Linked DNA regions of Zea mays: region 2 is linked to region 1. A link is a contact called in public Hi-C data. All regions are on one chromosome and are shown on one strand. The core of a region is the stretch at or near the end of the contact, and the rest is flanking DNA. Distances in the headings are between cores, read along the strand shown.

Region 1 (3,877 bases), core at 115-2,614:
CCCGACCGTGGTCCCGATGATCAGGCCTTCGGACACTCCTTTCATTCTCCCCCGCACTCAGCCGACAGACCCTGGCACTAGGGACGCTGCTGCTTCCACCTCATGGACGCTCCACCCAGGAAGAAGAGCGCGCGACGGCTATATGTCCTGCCAAGAAGTGCAATGAACAGAAGTAAGTTGGAATTGTCAGAACATGTGGCTCTGTTCGTTAGTGAGAATCTGCAAGTTAAACCAATATTCGATATAGATAAAAAAAAGCGAAGAGTTACAGCAATATTTAGTCAAACTTTGCCGTCTCAGCTCATATCACATCAAGAAGTGAAAAACGGTGACCACGGCGATGGGACGCGTCACATACAAAACCACAGCTGGACCTGGACAGGACAGAGACGAGTTGGATATATTTGGTGAACAGAACATCCGAACTGAGGCATCGCTTTCCTCATTCGTCAAACCTTTAAGGGAGGGAGGGAGGGACAGGAGGCAGTTGTTTACTTGTTTTTTTTTTCAGATGAACCACCTCGTAGACTCTAACGCCACCAATCCAAAAGTATCAATCGGAGTTCCTGGACTCTCTACTAGCGCATCAAAAATCTCCATCGTCCCTTAATCGCGAGAGTTACACGCACGTCAAAATTGCTTCCTTTATTACAATGAGCTTTCGATCGACTGGAAAGGCCAGCGGAGGAGATGAACTTACATTAAAAACAAAATTACTCCCTTTGCGCTTGTCTCCACAAACACTAATAAAACCGCCAACGCCAAATATAAGGTGCCCCCTTTCCCCTCCTCTGACACTTAAGCACCATCACAACACGATAATCTGAGCAAAAAAAGGGGACGAAAAGAGGAGTGATTGGGAGACAATCGGAAGCTGAAGCAAGGAACAGATCCTAAACCCACAGATATAGCAAGGTAGAGAGCGGTCTAGCAGCTAGACTAGACAGACCGGAGAGGAGATTTTCCTCGAGCTGAGGAACGAACAAGGAACGGCAGATCAGAGCCGAACCCGGACAAGAAACGCAGGAGCGAAGCAAGGCTTACGGCTTACCCAAATGCGGCCGGAGAAGACGGGACCCATGGGGCCGGCGGGCGAATCCGGGCTCGTCGTCGGGATCAGCGGCCGCAGCGGATCCCGATTTCACGGCTCGTGGCCAGGAATGCGGATGGAGGGGAGCGGCGGGATCGGTGGACGGAGGGGAGGCCTCGGCGCTCAGGCTTCACGTGGGTTTCGAGAGAGAGAGAGAGAGAGAGAGAGAGAGAGAGAGAGAGAGAGAGGCGAGGGAAAGACGACGACCTCGACTTTTGGCAGGGGAGTGTAACTTCCTGTTAAGAATAAAGCTACCAAACATGACGGAGAAACAAACGAAAAAGAACAGAAGTTCGGAAAGAAAAACCAGGAAGGAGAACCAAGGGTATTTTCGTAAATGCAGTGCACATCTCCTTCCGTAAAATTATGCATTAACAAGGATTTGAATAATGATTGTGACTCTAAATATATTCACGTCCACCTAACAAACAGAACATATATATTTTTATGTTTTATACTCTATAATCAAGTATAATATAAATATTTTTTTTATAAAAAGTAGGGAACATTAAATCTAGACGTGTCCAATCTAGCCTATCATGCCACATCTAAGATTCAGACATAGCACGACGATCGTGACAGACCGGGTTACAGGCCACTTAGCAGGGCAGATCTATTTGGACATGTATACTCATATACTAGTGATACGCCCGCACATGTAAGCAAATGACGCGAGAAAGCCGATGTCCCATGCAGACGAGGCTGTCAGGTGTCAACGGAGCAGAGTTGTCTGATCATCGATTGAGGTACATGAGTTTCGATTTGGTAAATTTAGGATTAGTTATGTTCGATTCGAGATTGTAGTTGTTTGACTGAGAAGGAGAGGGGAGGAGCGTCGGCACATGCACCTGTCGTGGCGCCGCTGCCCGCCACTACTGTGAGGCATGAAGTCGCGATGGCACGAGAAGGACCCCACTACCACCACCATCGCAAGTCGGTCGAGACCTTTCGGCTGCTTACTCTGGTGGCAGCAAAGCAGAGAGGGGAGGAAGAGGTAGTGGTGGTGGGTAGGGTTCGATACCCGCCCGAGCCTCTTCAGACGACGCGAGGGCTGAAATTGTAGGTTTTTACTTGGCATATGACATGTTTTTATGTAAGTTACATGATAGACGCGTTGAGATCGGACATGACGACCAGTTTAAATATAGCATAAACCATCATAAAATGATTGAAACATATTAATTATGCATAAATAATGGGCGGAAACAAAACCTTTTTCCTTCGACAAAAGATCGAAATATTTCTTTGAGTCCTTATTTAGTGCGTACTCTAGGGTCATAAATTAAATGGTGCTCGATATTTAGTTAGGCTAAAGTCAGTTGATGCTGAAAATGTATCGAAGCAGCAACCCACTGAAGAAAGCACGGAGCGACCTTTCCGGCTTCGAGGCGTGCGCTCGGCGCTGCAACTAAAAATTAACCAAACTGCTCCCCCCTCCTTCCTTCTTCCCCTGCCCGAGGCATAGGGATGGCAGTGGGTATAGTATCCACTGGGCATATGAAGTCATACTCATACCCACTAAGAAAAAATTAGCTCATACTCATACCCACTACCTATCATGAGTACAAAATTACGCCATACCCATACCCACCATGGGTAGCGGGTACCCATCAGGTACTCATACCCATTAACATTACAATAGACATGATCATTTGAATCGCAAAAATAAGTACCAGCATAACAAATGTATCGAACCCAACATAATTTTATCATAGGTTCAACAATATTCAACATTAAATGACAATATCATGCCTTCAAATCACACAAAACATAACATTGATTCTACAAAACCGTGGATAAAACATAGCATTCATTTTATATGAGACATATAAATCCGGACCCACGTGTAATATATTAGCGGGTTCCCCATCGGGTAGCGGGTATGGGGCAACAGAGAACATATCCACGCCCACCATACCCGATGGACATAACAAATGACCCAATAAAATACCCATGGATATCAAAATCCGTCATACCCGTGCCCTAATAGGATTTTTACCTATCGGGTTTCGGGTACCCATTGTCATCCCTACCCAGGCACCAGGAGTCCAGAATGGATAAATTGAATGGGTGAAACGCAACGGAAGCTTCCTGACGTACGGGGGGTGCCGATATATTTGTACAACCTATATTAATGCATCTTAGTACATATAGTACAATAAATGTTCCCGTGAACACTAGTAAATAGCTACGCTTCTTGTGCTGAGAAACTTATTCGTTAACAATACAAGGTGATAAATTTATCCATCTTAAGGCATACAGTACGTAATAGGGATTTTCAGAGCCTATTTATTTGGATATTCTATTATTTACCTTAATATACATGAATTGAGGTGGATTGGGATGTAAGTTAAACTAACTTAATTTCAATTCATATATTGGGACAAATAATAAAACACCCAAACAAAGCCGTAAAGGTAGAATGTGTGTCCCGAGTTCATAGAACAAATGTGTACATAAAAGATCGTCTTCTTCCTACTACTATGGTCTGCGAAAAGGTACCGTACAAGCTTACTTATTTAACAACTTATTTTGGGACAAAGCAAGTGCATGTTACTTTTCTTATAAATAAATATAAATGCCTAGCTAATGATGTGCAATACCACCCAGGGCTTGTTCGGTTATTTTCAATCCATATGGATTGAAGGGGATTGATACGGATTGAGAGAGATTTTGACTTACTAGGGATTGAAACCCACTCAATCTCCCTCAATCCATATGGATTTGAGTAGAACCGAACAAGGCCCCAGTGTGCACATACCATTAATTAGCATTAGGTCATCATAA
Region 2 (3,581 bases), core at 825-3,324, 710 kb before region 1:
GATGAGGCTGCCTTCGAACTAGCTCGCTTGGGGGGCATCGCGGGTTGTTTTTCGTAGCACGAACGGTGGGCACCAAATGTTGGTACTTGCTCTCCAACAGAAAGTGCAAGGAGTATTGGCAAAGTTTGTAGTGGGATGACAATAGCTCTGTTAATCTGCCCTTGCAAGGGCACTGTACCGGGGTATTTATAGGCACTCGGGTGACCACCCGTCCCTTGCTAAAGACGTTTATGCCCTCGAGTACCCGGTTTATCCCCAGAATATCTCACGAGAGGAGGTTACAGACAGTCATTACAGTAAAGGCTATTACAGACGCGGCCCGTAATGCGCTTGTCCGCGCGTGGCCCGTTACAGTGGGCCGAATCTCGCATGGGCCTCCCGGTGCGGTGAGGACGCGAGACTAGTAGACTTCGACAGAGCCTTCGTCTTGCAACGGAGAGGACGAAGAGGGACCACGTCGGTCTTCATCCAATCGACACCTTCGGCTTGCTCGGGCGTGCTCTGTGGATATAGTCTTTGTCGGAGTGATGAGGCGACGAAGGCATCAAGCGAAGGGTAGCGTGTTCGCCTTCGCCCCAACAGACGCTTCGATGAATTCCTGCTAGAATATGCAAACTAAATGATGCAGCCACAAACATTTCCCTCATCTATTCTTTCCTTTAGAGCATCTTCAAGAGCTCTCCAGAAAATGACTTCTCAAAATCAGCTTTAAGGGACATCTAAATAATTAGTGGAGTATATTTTAATCATTTCTCCAACAGATTCCTTAAAACAACATATTGTTTCTGGGAACCTAAAAAAACCCTCATTTGTAGCTACAATTGAGAGAGTTTTAAGGGATATGAAAAAGTTAGGAGCGCTTTAGGGAAACTGTTGGAGACACATTTTTGTGTTTTTCCTAAAAAAACTGGATTTAGGGGAGACTTCTGGGGAGCTCTTGCAGATGCTCTTAAAACGAGAGAAACAAGATCCAGTCATCTATTCTTGTAATGTAAATTAAGTGAACTAACATATTACTCACATATATCTTATAATTATGATGCACATGGATATTGGATATACAGTGGATACGTATCCATAAATTTGATCTAAAATACTGATACACATGCTGCTGCATAGTAAATAACTTTAAGGCCCCGTTTGTTTCGTTGGAATTGAATTCCATTTTAATAATTATAATTTAGACAAAACTAATTAAGTTCATATATTTATATATGTAATATATTTGTATATTATCTTAAATCATATGAGAGAGATAATTATATACTACATTCATATTATAACGAAGCAAGTAGAAGAGTGTGCTATAAGTTGTACATTGGAAAAACAACATGTAAATCTATAGAATCAATTTCCATCTCTCACCCCATGAATTTGAGATAGGCTTATATGATAACTTTGAAAAGTGGTGGAATACATTGGAAAAATAGCATGTAAATCTATAGAACAATTTCCATCTCTCACCCCATGAATTTGAGATAGGCTTATATGATAACTTTGGAAAGTGGTGAAATGTCACATTCTAATAAAAATAGCCTATACTAATAGTAAGATTCCAATTCCTTAAAATGAAAGAAAACAAACGGGGCCTAAGGGATGTTTGGAAGAAAATTTTTTGTTTGAAGTTTTGAGGTAAAACTATGATATTAAAGATTAATATAATAATTTTTTTATATTTTTTCTAAGAGGTGTTTGTCTATATTGTAAAATAAATTTAGTTTTGAATACCATGGTTTTGTAGATATTATAGTATTTTTAGAGTATTTGAAACCACATTCCAATCCAAAGTTTTGTCTATAACTAGCATTACGCATATGTTTGAAATACTTTGTCTTCAAATACATAGTATTAAAAGTAATGTAAAAAATAATACAATTATATCATAACATCTTAAAATCGTATTATTTTATGTCTCTCAAATTTTGTTATTGGCGGCCTAATTCGCGAGAAGCACACTTGGTTGTGTTTGTTTCATTTTTTTTAGCTTCTAGCCCCTAGAATCCGTTTCGGACTATCAAAGATTCAGTTTTCAGTACGCTTCTAAAAAATTGATTTAGTAAAACTATTCAAAATAAACACAGAAACTCGTAAAAATCTTGAAAAAAAAAAAGCTGAACGAAAAGCCCCGTCAGCCGCCGTGCACGCTCATCATATGGCATAGCCCCAAGCCCCCAACGGATCGAGCGCCTCCCCGAGTCCCCGTTCCCCTGCCCCAGCTGACCGCCGCCGAGACGTGCCACACCGCCTCCCCCTCCCGCCGCCACAACCTTCGCCTCCACGCAATTGGCCGCACTCCTTTCCACCTCCCGCTACAGGATAGCGTGGGCCGGTCGGCGGCGCCGACGGGTGGAGAACTGGAGATCCACCCGCACGCGGACTGCTTCCTTCGCTAGTCGGTAAGGAACCCTAGCCCCCTTGGCTTGCGTCGACGGATTCCTCGTCCGTGCACCCCTTCGCGGGATCTTCTCTTTTCGTCACTCCCAAGCTATCGCCCCCAGTTTTGATCCTCAATTTCTATACCAAAGCAGCCGATGTTTTTGTGGTCCCCACAGTGTCCGAGATTTGCCAGCTAGGGTTTACGCGCGTTCCCCTCGTTTGCTAACGGCGGGGATGCATTACTGTTGGGCGCGTTTTGCTGCTGCTGATACGAGTAATTGCCTTTGCTCCGAACGCTCGAGTCGCGTTACCCTAGGCTGACTTTCGTCGTTCCGTGCGGCCCTTGTTGTAAATCCACTGTGCTTTCGTGCTTTGGTGTGAGCATGCTATTAAATCTCGCACCTTTCTGTTGCTTATTATATGTTAGGCATCTGTATTAGGCCGTTGCATTGCATTGCGAGTCTTGAGGACTCAGTCCCGTAGACTAGACTAGTGATTCACACACACATGATGTAATCTTGTCTTGTCAGTGCCTTTCATGGATACGTGCCTGAATTTCGTCCCTGGTTGGTCCCAGTCTGGCTTTCTATTGCCAGGTTTTCATGTTAAGTTTGGAGTCTTTCATGGTTTGTAACAAGCTCTTCTGTGTGCCTTTTCTGCAGATGGGAAGTAAGCGTTGTTAGGTCTCATGATTTCTTTTGGGAGATCCGGAGCTGTGGTGCCTGTCTGACTCATCATCTCTGGGACACTGCCAAGTACGATTAAGGTTGGTATCTATGCTACTCTTCTGCCTCTTTCTTCCTCTCTCAACAAGCAAATCGTGTGGTCTGTTCCTTTCCTGATTAGATTAGTAGTCTGTTGACTTGCTCCGTGGGACACCCTAAGACTTCTTGTAAGCGTCACTCTGACAATTTAAACTACTGCTCTTTATGGATAACATGTAATTGACTAGTGAATCCAGTGGCAGTGCATCTTTACAGTTTTGTTGTGACTTGGGTATTTGTTTGGTTCCGTAGTCTTTATTTGTGATTATCATTGACCGAATGGGTCATTTAGTATGTCCCACCTTAGGAAATGCGAAGAAAGCGTGATTCACTTTCTTGAGTTTGCCTGCAAGGTCAGCATTGATCAAACTGTTGTCGTGGATAATGTAAATCTTGCACACAAAAAAAATTCTGTAAAACCTTACTGACTTAGCATTCCTA

The links. Hi-C and Micro-C count contacts between places; a contact is called where the count stands out from the background.
Region 2: a contact with region 1 is called in a Hi-C map of ear, with 3 times the contacts expected there. The contact joins the promoter of LOC103641333 here to the promoter of LOC103641319 in region 1. A contact is called at or near these places in 3 of 25 Hi-C or Micro-C datasets (ear, endosperm and tassel).

The regions. Positions count from the first base shown.
Region 1 is chr10:85,198,071-85,201,947 of Zm-B73-REFERENCE-NAM-5.0, reverse strand. LOC103641319 (calcium/calmodulin-regulated receptor-like kinase 1) reads right to left here and starts at 1,364. Exons shown (of 8, transcript XM_008664670.4): 1 at 1,052-1,364; 2 at 1-147. The coding sequence starts at 45.
Region 2 is chr10:85,908,719-85,912,299 of Zm-B73-REFERENCE-NAM-5.0, reverse strand. It overlaps LOC103641333 (zinc finger CCCH domain-containing protein 55), which reads left to right and starts at 2,074. Exons shown (of 5, transcript XM_023301210.2): 1 at 2,074-2,396; 2 at 3,039-3,142.